3 separate regions of the Mus musculus genome follow, and all the other regions are linked to region 2. A link is a contact called in public Hi-C and HiChIP or PLAC-seq data. All regions are on one chromosome and are shown on one strand. Each heading gives the region's core, a stretch centred on a gene start, on an enhancer-like site or on the middle of the called end of the contact. The rest is flanking DNA. Distances are from core to core; before and after follow the strand shown.

Evidence for each region. A called contact is a pair of places that touch in the nucleus more often than the background predicts. HiChIP or PLAC-seq counts read pairs in DNA pulled down with a chosen protein or histone mark.
Region 1: a contact with region 2 is called in a Hi-C map of muscle stem cells, with 9 times the contacts expected there. The contact joins two enhancer-like sites. A contact is called at or near these places in 1 of 39 promoter capture datasets (the 3T3-L1 cell line), 11 of 484 Hi-C or Micro-C datasets (the G1E-ER4 cell line, the HL-1 cell line, cardiomyocytes and 7 more) and 2 of 115 datasets of contacts at active chromatin or transcription factors (the NIH/3T3 cell line and astrocytes).
Region 3: a contact with region 2 is called in a FOXA1 HiChIP or PLAC-seq map of pancreatic cancer cells. The contact joins two enhancer-like sites. A contact is called at or near these places in 5 of 484 Hi-C or Micro-C datasets (the HL-1 cell line, cerebellum, embryonic stem cells and 2 more), 4 of 115 datasets of contacts at active chromatin or transcription factors (astrocytes, embryonic stem cells, extraembryonic endoderm stem cells and 1 more) and 1 of 9 other capture datasets (embryonic stem cells).

Annotation. Positions count from the first base shown.
Region 1 is chr3:86,124,984-86,129,947 of GRCm38.p6, reverse strand. Sh3d19 (SH3 domain protein D19) reads right to left here. Exons shown (of 22, transcript NM_001082414.3): 22 at 1-3,353. The coding sequence ends at 3,237. Among named protein-coding and RNA genes, the nearest start is that of Snord73a, 11 kb to the left of the region's middle. Within about 2 kb of position 2,892, at least 2 of the 459 cell types and tissues checked have an H3K27ac peak or open chromatin away from gene starts, as enhancers often do. A contact at or near this core is called in muscle stem cells, where this site is marked.
Region 2 is chr3:84,694,693-84,699,015 of GRCm38.p6, reverse strand. All of the region lies in intron 6 of Tmem154 (transmembrane protein 154), which reads right to left. Among named protein-coding and RNA genes, the nearest start is that of Tmem154, 31 kb to the right of the region's middle. Within about 2 kb of position 2,880, at least 106 of the 459 cell types and tissues checked have an H3K27ac peak or open chromatin away from gene starts, as enhancers often do. A contact at or near this core is called in muscle stem cells and pancreatic cancer cells, where this site is marked.
Region 3 is chr3:85,922,191-85,926,627 of GRCm38.p6, reverse strand. No RefSeq gene overlaps it. Among named protein-coding and RNA genes, the nearest start is that of Gm26204, 16 kb to the right of the region's middle. Within about 2 kb of position 2,462, at least 76 of the 459 cell types and tissues checked have an H3K27ac peak or open chromatin away from gene starts, as enhancers often do. A contact at or near this core is called in pancreatic cancer cells, where this site is marked.

The DNA.
Region 1 (4,964 bases), core at 1,643-4,142, 1.4 Mb before region 2:
CAGAGTTCCGAGTGAGGCTATGGATTCTGTTCCACACAGTGAAGTAAAAAGTAAGGTAGCAATGATTTCCCATTAGTTCTGGAAAAGAGAAATCAGCTTCTGAATTCATTCAGTGACATTCAAATTGGCATCGAATCATGAATTTTATGGCCTATGTGCATCTGACATTAATTAAAAGGAAACAATGTTCATACCAAAGCTAAAATAGTCTAACTTGATCCATATATTCATTGCTGTATTCTCAGGGTCGTGTACCTAAATTTAAGAAACTGAATACAAACAATGGTGGTTTTTAGGGATACTGACTTACAGTCCTATAATTATCTTTTTAAAATGCCAGTTCTGATGATATATTTTGGTAAATACACTTAATATTCTCTCTTCTAAATGACACAGGCTGATTCCAAGAGCAGTGAAAGAATTACATTCTTCCTACAGCAATGTATTGCAGGCACCTGAGGAAACCTTATCTTTGAAGGCTCAAAGGATAATATATTAAAAATGGCTTCTCCAGTTTTAACCTAAAAACAAAAAGCAAACCCCAAACCTGAGTATTTCAGGAGGTTTGTATGGTGTATGGTTTGGGTATGAAGGTGGCCCCAGAAAACTCATGTATGCAGGGTTTTGCCCTCTATCTACAGGCATTACTGAGATGGGATCAGGTCATGGTCAGATGAACTAATCCTGGATGGGTGGAAGCCACGGTGGATGACCTGGTGGCTGAGTGGGATATTAGGGGCCAGAGGAAGGCTATTTGAGGTGTTTCTCTGAGGAGTACGCCTTGTGCCTGGCTCTCTTTTCTCTCTCTTCCTGTTCTCTACTTTTTCTTCCTTTTCTGCCTCTTTTCTCTTTCACAGATTCTATATGGTGAAAAACTCCCCAATGTGATTGCACCAGGCCCAAGGTGATGGAGGCAGGTGACCATGGATTGAAAACAGGCCCAAATTTTCTCCTTTAAGTTGTTTATAATTAAGAATTTTGTCACAGCGATGAAAAGCTGACTGACAAAGATGAACAATATCAAGCTTTTACCTAAAAGTTTTGGAAACAAACACAATAACCCATTTCCATTTATCTCATAAAATTTTCTTCACAATTATTTTTCTTTGAACACTGTTGAGTTCTGCCATGACCTCAATCAATATATATAATAAGAAAGTACCATGAGAACCACACAGCTACACTTTCCTTTCTAGTAGTTGGGAGAGAAATACATAGCAAGAAAACAGCATGGAAGAGTGAGATGGAAAAAAAAAAAAAAGAAAGAAAAGGAAATTTGTTTCAATATATATCTGCATCAACAAATAGCAACGGTATTGAGTAAACTCAATGGCCCGTGAAAGCCATCCGTCTGTCTACCAAACCCACCTAGCAAATAACCACTCCACCCACCCGTGCAAAGGACTGGAGATACAGGGTTAAGACAGGTACCATCTACATATATTCTGAACAATGCAGTGTAGTCTGAGATGAGGAATCGAAAAGCTGAGTTCAGTTTATTATGGTGTCAAGTAGATACACAACTATCGCACTTATCCTGCTTACAGAGAGCCAATGTTTAAGAGGGATTTTTTTTTCTTCAATAAAGATAGGTTGCTCAGAATCTTCACTATTAAATGTTGAAATCTCACAGGCAAAGACACACTTCATACCCCTCTCCACACCCCTGCCCCCTTCTTGCTCTTGTATGGCTTGCTGCCAATGAGAATTTAGTCTGAATAACACTCAAGTCATCCCATTCTCGTAAAACTAACATGGGTGAGAACCTACAACGATGTTCCTTAAATACTCTTAACCGAAAACATACAATAGAAACCCCAGACCCTAAATGCCAAAATCAAGTGCAATCATATGCCAAGGATAGGAACTTTAGTAGAAAACAAAGTAAATATTCCCTTATAGAAGCAACACGTTCAGGAAACCGCTGGCCGCCCAGGTTTTGGATAACGGGGAAGACTACAAAGAAGTGGTCCAGCATATGGAACTCTTCTTGAAAACAGAAGAAAGCCACGGACCCTGCTGGAGAGCGCTTTCCATCTCCAGTGAAATGTTAACCCACTGGCCCATTAGATTGTCTTCAAAGTATTTGGCTTTAGTTTGTAAACTGTAATTGATTCAGTCACACAAGAGCCACTTTTGAAACTCAGAACATGTGAGCCTGGATGACAGGAAAGTGGCCTTGTATTTACTCCACTAACTGCAGAGATGTGTTGCATGGGACGGGGGGCACTGCACCAGCCTTCAGTCCTCTTAAGTTATGTTAACATCTGATTATATTGAGGAGAAATGAGCTATGGGGGCTTGGTACTGTTCTTCATCTTACCATTTGCTCTGTAATCTAAGATACTATCCAAGCTTCATAATGTACCACTATAACAAGAGACAGCTTTTATGTATTACTGGGGTAATGCAAAGAAAATGAGTTTTCCTTTGGGTACCAGTAATTGTCAAAGGAATGATTGCAGATTCAGAAAATGTGCTTTATAAGAACCCTGTTAACATGAAGTATACATACACCGAGGAAGAGGTAAGTTGTGGCATGTCTGTGGAGGGGTTAGTTGTATTAGCAAGGCATCTCAGGGATGGTTTTGGTTCTTTTGACCCCTTCAGTTCCCTGGACAAATGGGGAACGCTGGGACACACAAGGAGCACCTGGGGGAACACAGGCTTGTTTCCCCACCGGCTTGTAAATGTTCCACTAGTTACCAAACTATCTGTCCTGCAGCAAGAATTTGCCCTGGGGCTAAGACTAATGCGCTCAAGCTGTTAGAGTTAATTGAATAGCAAAAACGAAATTCAGATTACCATCCATGTCCTGATAGTTACAGCATGTAGAATGTCAAACGTCCTCTTTTTTAAACTAAAGTAGAAAATGAAGGAGCATGGTTAATTCGGTGTGTCGATGGGAACAGGTGTCTGAGTCCAGTTCCTGCTTGTTAGCCAACCCTTGCTGCCTGCACCCCGATGCTGTCTTTCCCAGGGGAGCTGCATCGCCTGCCATCCCTGCTAGCGCTTCCCTGCCGGCTCCCTCACTCTCGGGTTCTACGTACACCTTTCCACTGTGAATGAAGCTAAGCGATAAAACCTACAAGTTCTCTGCCCTCAGAAATTCTAGTGTACCACGTACATCTTAGATACTCTCTTTCTGTTAAAACAAAAAAAATAGTGCAAATATCTGATAGTCAAAGTGAGTGTTCAAGTGAGTTCTTGTGCCAGGCAACAGGCAAGCGTCACCTTCAGCTGACTTGTAGAAACTGAACGTAGTTTTTGGGAAACATTCCAGCTCTTCCCATTAGTTCTCCACGCATCCAGGCATCATCTATGGGCTCCAGCTCCGTTATTACGTCTCCAGCCTGGAAGAAGACAGGAGTTAGAAATAATTATTGGTTTCTGCAGGGTATAAGCACAGAGTGTAGCCTACCTGGAGCGGCGTGAATAATCTTGTCTTTATATAGCTCGTTTATCTTGATTTGCAGAGAGGATTAAATGATAAACCGCACAGATGATATACCTAATGACATTTGCTTTCAGGCCTCTTTTTCTCCGAGTAAACTCAGTCCCCCGCCGCTATCCGCCTTGCTGCAGCTTCCTGCTTATGTCTTATGCTCCCACAAGCACAGTTCCTAATCTAAATCACTCTTAGATCAATAACAGTATCAGCTATATATACACAAATGCACACAGTTCCAGTTAACAAGTGATTACAGAATACCTACTATGTGGCAGATGCTGTCCTGGGTAATATAGTTATAATGTAGTAATGGAGTTGCTCTAGGGTGGGAAGGCAAGAGAGGGATGGAGAGTGTGGCTTTGCTACTCACGAGGGCCGTCTAAGAGGGGCACAGTCACACTTACATAAAGGTCACAGGTGGAAGAGTGAGCCGCCTGCTCCTGCGTGCTCTGTCCTAGTCCGTGCGTGCCTCACAAAAATTAAACTACATTTGTATAGATGAGCACCGATAGCATCCTCATGTGAGGGAGAGACCTTTTCATATTTTTTGAGTGCGATGTGCATGTGTGTGGGCTCGTGTGTGCGTAAGTGCATGCACACGTGTCTGTGTGTACACATGGAAGCCAGAGCTGGACGCCAAATGTCTTCTCCATCATTCTGCATCTTATACTGCTGAGGAAAGGTCTCTTACTTGAACCCAGAGCTCACTGCTCAGCTAGTGTAGTTGCCAGCTTGCTCTGGAGTCCTGCCTCCAGCACATGGCCATGACCTTCTGGCATTTACATGAATATTGGGCATCTGAATCCCGGAACTCATGGTGCAGCAGGTGCTGCTCCCACCAAGCTCTCTCCCCGGTTCTTAATGTCCTTGTTTTGTAGATAAAGAGTCTAAGGCTCAGACATTATATATGTCTTATTTAAGGCTTCTATTGCTGCACCAAAACACCATGACCAAAAAGCAAGCTGGGGAGGAAAGGGTTTACTGGACTTACACTTCCAGATCACAGTCCATCATGGGAGGAAGTCAAGCAGGGCAAGGAACCTGGAAGCAGGAGCATTGATGCAGAGGCCATGGAGGAGTGCTGCTTACTGGCTTGTTCAGCTTGCTTCTTATAGAACCCAGGACTACGAACCCAGGAGTGGCACCACCCACAATGGGCTGGGCCTTCCCCATTAATCACTGATTAAGAAAATGCTATACAGGTGGATCTTATGGAGGCATTTTCTCAATTGAGGTCCCCTGATTTCAGATGACTCTAGCTTGTGTCAAATTGACGTAGAATAGCTAGCATGCTAGGTGGCAGTGGCACACGCCTTTAATCTCAGTATTTAAGAGGCAGAGGAAGGCAGATCTTTGAGTTCGAGGCCAGCCTGGTCTACAGAGTGAGTTCCAGGACATCCAGAGCTATATAGAGAAACCTTGTCTTGAAAACAACAACTATCACAAACAAAACAAAGACTAGCCAGCATAACAGAACTTACTAGAATTGCACATATAATTAGTGTAGAGCCAT
Region 2 (4,323 bases), core at 1,631-4,130:
CCGCAGAAGATTCTGGTTTGCTGAGTCTTTCCTGGCCGGTCGCGAACGCGTGTAAGAGTGTAGCAGTTCCTTCTGAGATTAAATCCTCCCATCTTAGAGAAAAGGCAGTTGAGGTCCAAGACTTTAAAGGGGGAGGGGAGCCAGCAGATTGCTCTAAGGGGAGGTGAAGCATTCCATCCTACAAGGACACTTTCCTTCAAGAAAGGAAATTAACAAAGCCTTCAGGAAGTTCCCAAAACAGACCAGAGTCACTAGGCCTCTCCTTCCTCAGGCAAGTACCAGTAGAAGGGCATTGAAAAGCCCTCAGACCACCACCCCACACTTCCCACAAGGGACACTCTCCAACCCGTGCTGCCTGCAGCTGTGCGGTGAGCTCTAGGTTCCCAGCTTTGTGAGCTGTCCCCATGCAGGGCTGGGCTTTGGTGATGCAGTTGCTTTCAGTCATTTCTGCTCCTTAAGATAACCTGAATAAAACCCTTGGGTTCACCAGGCTGGACTTTTGGGGTACGCTCACTTTCACCTGTCATCGGTTCTCTGTCTGGAAGAGGTAAATGCTGTTCACACATCCTAATGATAGTGTTGCACAGCAGTAGCCCAGGCTGCTCTAGAACTTACTCTGTAGACCAGGCTGCCCTTGAATTTGTGTGATCCTCCTACATTTGCCTCTCAAGTGTTAGGATAGTAGGTGTGTAGCCCACACACCAGGATTTTATCTTGTTTTGCTTCCTTTTCAAGCAGGGTCTCCCTGTAACTTAGAGTGATCCTCCTGCTTCAACCTCCCGAGTGCTGATGACAGGTTCTAGCTCTCACGCCCACCTCTCATTAACAGTTCTTACATGGTTGCAGTGGTGCAATGTCAAATCTCTAATGTGCTCCCTCTAAGCCTCCTTGCCCCTGCCTCAGGTCACAGATGCTCTCTCGGCTTAGGTCATCCAGGCTGCCTGTACAGAAACTTTTCCAAGAGGAACGATCATCCGATCATTGGGACTTGGAAGTGATGGGGGTGAATTTGAAATGATAACTTCACAGTCTTGTCTTTGACTTAGCCGCATGCACACTACCGTTTCCATTCCTTTAAATCTTTTACATTTACCAGGATTATCTCACTGGTCAAACATGTGCTTAGTATGCGAGAGTCTCAGAGTTCAATCCCTAGCATCAACTAATTAATTAATTAGAAGGTAGCTTTGTGCGTATGTGTGCGTGTGCGTGCATGCATTTATGTGCATGTGTGTTTATGCATGTGCATGTGTGTTGGTGTTTTGAATGTGTAAGCTGGAAGAGGGTGTCAAGCGTCCTGCTCTTTCCTCACTCTCGGTCTTGCTCTCCTGAGACAGTGTCTCTCCCTGAGCTTGGAGCTAGGCTGTGCGCTAGCAGAACACATAACACGTCTCTGGCTCTGGCTTGGGACAGTGCTAGGGTTAAAGTCAAGCGTAGGATCACACCCAGCTTTTCTGTGCTATGTGCTAGGATCTGAACTCAGGTTCCCATGCTCAAAGGCAAGCACTTTGACAGGCTGTACCTTCTCCTCAGGTCCAGTAAATAAACACTTGGACCTTTCAAATGATTGTGCCTTGCATCTTGTTGTTGTGGGTGCTAGCACTGGGCAGTTGCTAATTTATAGGGGCTTTTATGATAGTTACAAGGTTGGGATCCACAAACAAGTAGATTCTTAACATCAGAAGCACATACGATCTGCCCGAAGCCTGAATCGGGGCCGTTATGTCTTTGTTTTATGACAAGGGGCAAGGTAACCTTTCCTAGCTTTAATATCCTCATCTGATGTCATCTGCAAAGCACACCTAACAATTCTAAGCTGATAGGGTTGTTGTAAAAGAATGAATGAGGGGCTGGGGTGAGAGAGGCTCTGGCCTCAGTCCCCAGCACCACACACTCAAATGAAAACACAGAGAAAAAGACAGGTAAAACCCCATGCTACAGGCCTGGCACCCGCATGCATGCATGCATGCCTCTTGGTGATTTGTACTAGGCAGCCTGAGCTCTGACAAATGTTTGTGAGTTACCTACAGCATTGTCTCAGAGATGTAAAGGCTTTAAGAAATCGTCTTCAGAAGCACAGCTCACATTTCTAGGGAGACGCCTTTTGTTTAGCTGCATTGTTTACTTCAGTTCCCTAAAAGCGTGATCTCTGGAATGCCATAGCCACGTGACTTGGTCCCAGCATGTCACAAACTGCTTCTGCTTTGATGGGCTATCGAGCAGTTCCCAGAGAGCAGCTGCCTCTCCGGAGTTTTGTGTGGAGTGGTATCTATCCATCCACAAGACCTGCGGTGAGTCAGCGGCCTCCTCCCCCGAGTCCCAGCACAGTAAGCCAGGGCGTTCTCCGTCACAGGCTCATTGCTTTATTTAGTTAGCTGTCTCTGGCTATTCATCATCTCTGGAAAATGATCAAATAAGCCATGCATTTTTAACTCTAGCAAATCCTGGAGTTCCCTGTTAAAATACCTTGGCGCACTGCCACGGAGCCACAACAAACACGCAGGCAGCTCCGCTTTCAACCTTCCCGCTTGCCTCGATGTGCGCACGTGCAGTCTTAGCAACTTATTTCTGACAGTGACATTAAAGAGTAATTTGTCTAGGAGTGTTATATAAACACGGGAAGAACATGGAACACCTTTCCACAAGCATATACAGGAACAGGAGGACAAACTGTAAAACTAAACAAAGCACGGCTGTATTTTCCTCAAGAAAGCACCCAACGGGCTCACTGCCAGCAGAATGGGGACAGATTCAGCTCAAATCCCTCAACCTCATGGCAGTGACTGTTTGTCCAGACTGGACAGTCACCCTGTCCTCCCGACCCCATCTATCTTGCAACAATCCTGAGTTATGGCCACAGCTAATGCAGCCATCTCTGAACATGGCGGTATGCCACCACTCAACCCTTCTGGGGTCACGACACTCTGACTCAGTTTCAGAGAGTGTGGAGTTGGATTTGGCACGACATCACATAACAATTAGATCAAGCTTTCTTTCTCATCTATACAAAGTCCCTTCTTCCCGACAGAGGCCTGGCCTGGGTGGAGTTAGAGAAATGAGGCTCGGAATCGGCCCAAGATACAGAGATCATGCCTGCTGTGGAGACACACTCTGGGACACACACACACACACACACACACACACAGTCTTTAACAGTGTCCTTCTGGCTGGAGAACACAAACTATTACGTTCTATCCCTTGTGGTACTGCAAATCTAGTTCACTCTTGTTTGGGGTGGTGGGGACTAGATAGGGAACACTGGGGGCAGTCACTGACACTTTAATGCCTCGACCTTTCTCTGCACGGTCACACAGTGTAAACTCTCCACCTCTGGATGGTGATGAGCAGCAGCAAACGGGAGCGTGGCTACGTCTGTGCCTCCCTGTCTGTGCTCATGTGGTCCACGGTGCAGACAGAAGCTCTGAGTGTCTGACTAGACATGAGTCAGGAGAAAGGAAGCAGCAGGCTAGCCTGGGCCAGGTGGACGATGTCTGGACTGTATGCTATCTAGTGCATTTGGGAGGTGCCGTGTGGGTGGGGTTTGACAAAGGACTTCATTGTCTAGAGACTTGGAACAGTTGATTATAAGCCCACCGAATGGATCTGTTCAGCTCTGGGCTACCTCTGCTTGTCCTGTGCTGAGTCCACTATAGCAGCTTTTGTGCACCACAAGTCACAGAACAGGGGATTGCAGAGAAAGGCCACTAAGGTGGAAAATAAGAATATGGAACTCTTCTCCCCTAAACTCTTTTCTTGTCCTTTCCTGTCATTGTTTCGTAAACATGACAACCTCACTGCAAAGGGCTTGTAGTAGTTTGTACAGACCTGGTCCTTACTAACATCCTATTTGGGGGCTGAGCATGTACATTTCAAGAAAAATGTCTACTCTGAGGTAAATTTTGTGCAATTAATATACCCTAAATATAGATTATATGTTACATGTTACATGTCACATGTCACACATTACATATCATACTATATTATATATGACATGTTATATATTATATCATAATTTGATATATTAATATATAGTGTATTATATTACAATCTTATATTAATTAATATAATTTAGTAATCACTTTATCAATTATTATATATAATTATATAATACCAATTAATTTATGATCAGTTATAAATATTAAATTGTGCTAATTTAAATAAATGTAAATAAAATTGTGTTATTATGTGATTAATAAATAATATATATTATCATATACATTAAAGTGTCAATCTGTGTCAATGCTGCTATTGTCCCAATACTCAAGAAGATTATGAGTTCAAGGCCAGCCTGGGCTACATAGTATGATCCAGAGTTAAAGAAAG
Region 3 (4,437 bases), core at 1,213-3,712, 1.2 Mb before region 2:
TTAAAAAGATGGAGTTATTCAAGAGTTATTCATGGAGTTCTTCAAGATATATGAAAATGGATAAATTCTCCAGGAGCTCCAGGGGCTGAAACTAGAGTTTTGGAGGGAGGGGACTCCAGAGTCAGGAGCTGGAAGAAGGGGGTTCCCAGTAGCTGAAAGGCCAAGAAGCCAAGAAGTAGGACTGCATCGCCACTGGGACGGGCGAGGAAGGGATTTCCAGCAGTGGGTTGTCAGGGTGGTTCACGGAGAGGCTGGAGAGAAGGAAGCCACGATAAAGCTGCTCACTGTCGAAAGCCACCCTGTCCCAAGCAGCCCCTGTCCCAAGCAGCCTGTGGGATTTTTGTTTTAAAATTAAATGAAAAGTATAAGATATTAATAAGCTTTGAAATAAAGCATCTATGGAAATGAACATCAAAGATGCAGCGACCTGCCGGCAGAGATAGCCATGCTGTAAGGTCACGCACAGCCTCTTTGTTCTCAAAGAAACTTGGGAGACATTATTCAGACTCATCTTTGGAGCACTCTTGGGAAGATTATATCCTGGAAGAAGCCAGAGTATAATGTTTTCACCACTTTCTTGCTTGATTACATTGTCTTTGTGTAACCATTGAAACTAACGATAGGTAACTTTCCAGGAACTTGGTGACAGAAAATGAGAGATGATGATGATGGTGATGATGGATGGTGACGATGACATGACAATGATGACGACAATGATGAGGAATACCCTTTGGAAAAGCCAACACTTAACTAGCATGAAATGATTTCATGTTAGTTTTTCCTGTTGCCTTCAAAAACTCTGTGAAATATTGTATCTCCATTTTATGTATGTGGACAGTTTATAAGATCCATGCTAAAAATAGATACATTGAACAAGGCTGAAGCATTCCAAATATATGGGATTTGTGATTCATTAGCTTGAGCTCTGCCTAGAACGATGAAGGAAATTTTTATCATGGAACAAAAACAAACATCAGGATATATCAATGCCTTCCTGTGTGTGGACATAGCTAGAAAGCATATACATTTGTCAGAAATTTTTATGTTGTAAATGACAAAGCTCGAATAAAAATCACTTAGAAAAAACAATAAAAGGGAGGATAGGCTGGCTCAGGAGTGGAAAGGGCTGAGGGTAGATGGTTAGCCTTAAGGTTCAGCTATGACTGAGTCCAAGGGCAAGTTTAGCTCCATGAAAGTAAAGTCATATCTTGGATGCACGGTGCAGGACAGGAGTGGCCAGGGTTGTCCTGAGCCAGGGTAGGAAGCTCACATACCTCAAGTGACAGACTTGGGTAGGGAGCCAGCAGTTTCCATGGGAACATCAGTTGCTTTTAGAAGAAAGAATGGTTGGTAGACATCAAGCCTAGCAGATCTCTACAACCAGTCCTGCCTTCAAGGCGTGCTCCCCCTGCCTCAGAAATTCTTACTCTTAGAACTATGTCTTTATGACTTGAGCCTCAGGAGTTCTCTTCAGTACTGTAGATATTCTGAGGCAAAGGTTTGCAATGCCGGTGGTATATTAGAGTCACGTGGGTAGCCAAAAACTCTTTTGGGAATGTGGGTGTCTGAGCTCACCATCTTAAGCTCATCAATGGGCTGGCGGTACAGCATCAGTTGTAGACCGCTTTCTTAGCTTTCCTGAGGCCATGGGTCCATATGCAGTACTGAAAAAGGAAGCAAGCAAACAAAACCATCCACACTCCAAACTTTGACCCTACTGGAAGAGTTTGAAAGGAGCAGTACTTTGTGCACAGTTGAGAGCCTATCTCTCGGACCTTCCTTCTCCTCCCTTGCTCTTTCTTCTTGATGTCAGTGTCTGTGGCCATTTAGTAGTTGCCTCAGGAACACTGACAGAGCTAAGTATAACGGAACTGCATGAAGAGAATGTATTGTATCATACACCACCTTGTTCCGGGTTTCTGCACACTAGATTTCTACTGTGTCACTTTGGGACTTACTGTCTCCAAGATATGAGAAAGGATGGGTAACGTGAGGAACCTTTCCAGCCCTGTAGGGGAGGAGATCGGATTGTGGGGCAGGACTGTTTACAGTCCATGTAGCATGTGGAAGACAACCAAACCCACTGGAATCCAAAGAATGCCGAGCCTTAGGAGTTCTTGCTAGCATGTGGAAAGTCCCACAGAGAAGAATAATCTCCACTTGTTTGAGGGCTTCCTTCAATATGACTAAAGGACGGTGTGGGGGAGAGGGCGGGCGCTACAGCTGGGTAGGTTTTTGTTTGTTTTAGTTAAATGCTCAAGGCACTAAAGTAGTGTTTATTACAAGGGAAATATCACACAGACTATCAGTTTGGGCTTGTAAATTTCCAATTTGAGAGTTGAAGGAAAATGGTCACAGTTTTAAATTGGATTTAAAAAATCGGTCAGGAAAGGAATCTAAGCAGCTTTGCTGAGGCCTCCGTGCTGCAGTACCACCCATGGCCACAGGGATGCAGTGCAGCTCAGCAGACAGTAGGAACCCTGGAGAGGCGGGTTCCAGGGAATCCTCGCTAGGGCAGTAAAAACCGACCTCCTGGAACCAGGGGGAAGACATTCTTTATCCCTGCCATCCATGTCGCCCCTCAGTTCTAAGCTCTGTGGTTTATTAAACGACAGTTACTACAGGCTTATTGCACGTTCCCTTACTCCAGTGCGCAGTGGTCTTGCCTTGGGAAAAATTTCGAAGTAATAGAAATATCTAATGATGAAGGGCTGGTAAAATGACTTGCTAAATGTTCATACAAAAGAAAACAGTGCAGCTATGTAACTGTGTTCCAGACATTATTTTAAAGGCAGGGAAAATGATAAACGAGAATAAATTTTGTAAATAAATAAATAGCCCGTTATGGTGACAAATTTGTAACCCCCTGTACTCAGGGGGCTAAGTAGGGCAGGGGGATTACAAGTTAGAGACTAGCTTGTGTCTCACAATGGGACTTTATCTAAAAAAGAAAAAAAGAAGTGTGTGTGTGTGCCTGGGAATTGAGGAGGTGGCTTAGCTAGTAAAGTGCTTGCCGCTAAGCACGAGGACCTGAATTTGGAAAGCAGGGCGCTGTAACCCTAGAGCTGCAGAGGCAGACGGGAGGATCCCTGGGGTCTGCTGGTCAGCTCGCTCTAGGTTCAGCAAGACCCTGGCTCAGAAGCTAAGGTGTCAGGTAGTTAAGGTAAGTCACTCCCATGTAAACCTCCATTTCATGAATGCCCGAAAAATAGGCATATGTGTGCCCACAAATACCCACCCCCGCAGTCAAACAACGACAATAACAAAAGCAAAGTCCAGATACCCAAACGATTTGAGATTCTAGTGTTCTTAAAGTGTTTAAGAGGCACATACACATAATAAAATCTCTAATTGGTAGACTTATTGTTGAAGTCTAATTTTCCTCTTATGTTTTATAATTTTATAAAATAAGAAACAAAAGCACTTTTATAGTTAGGAGAAAATTATTGAGGAAAATAACGGAACAGATGGATATCCAGTCTTGCACGTGAAGAAGAGGACAGATCCTAGCTAGCTGAGGCTGGAGATGCTTGCTGTATTGGCCCACGTTTGCTGACTGATAGGCTGGCTCGCCCTTAATGTTAGCCAGGGATGGAGAAGCCGACTCAAAAGGCCTTGGAAAGAGCATTTCAACAAATCACTAATTAGTCGTAATTATATGTGATTATTGACTTTCTTATGGATTTAAAATTTCCCTGTAGTAAGCACACACAGTTTATTTAAAATACTTACAAATAGAAGTATATATGCAAATATTGGCTATTGAATTGTCACTTATATTTTCCTTTAGTTTAGTCTTTGCACTTATTTTCTTAGCATTGACTTTATGAAGCTATCAAGTGAGCCATCTTGCAGTGCCCTGCTCTCTAAATTTGCCTGACTATTTCTCGAGGTGCCCTTGAATACACCAGATGTATTTCCTGGAAACAGGAAATTAAGCCATAGGCAGGAAGAGATTCAGGTCACATTTTTTTTTTTTTTTTTTTTTTTTGGGCAGGCGTATGTGCTGGGAAATGCTGTGTACGTCATAATTTATGCTATTGGGAGTCATAGCAGGTTGTCCCAGTTCAGGGTCAGTCCGTGGTCACTTGGCCTCATGCCATTGGACAGAACATGCTCACAGGAGACTATGCTAGGAGAGGCTCTTCACCACCTGGTGGATAGTAAGCAGAAAGACAAACAGACACATTACTTTTGTTGTTGTTGTTTGTTTGTTTTTAGCAACAAGGTTTTTCTGTGTAGCCTTAGAAAGTCTCTTTGTTATTTTTGAGATTATAATATAATTACATCATTTCCCCCTTCTCTTTTCTTCCCTCCACCTCCCCAAATGCCCCTCCTTGCTCTTTTTTCATTAATTGTTGTCACGTGCATATTCATCTATATTCCTAAATACAACCCTCTCAGTCTGTATAATGTGACTTATATGCATGTGTTTTC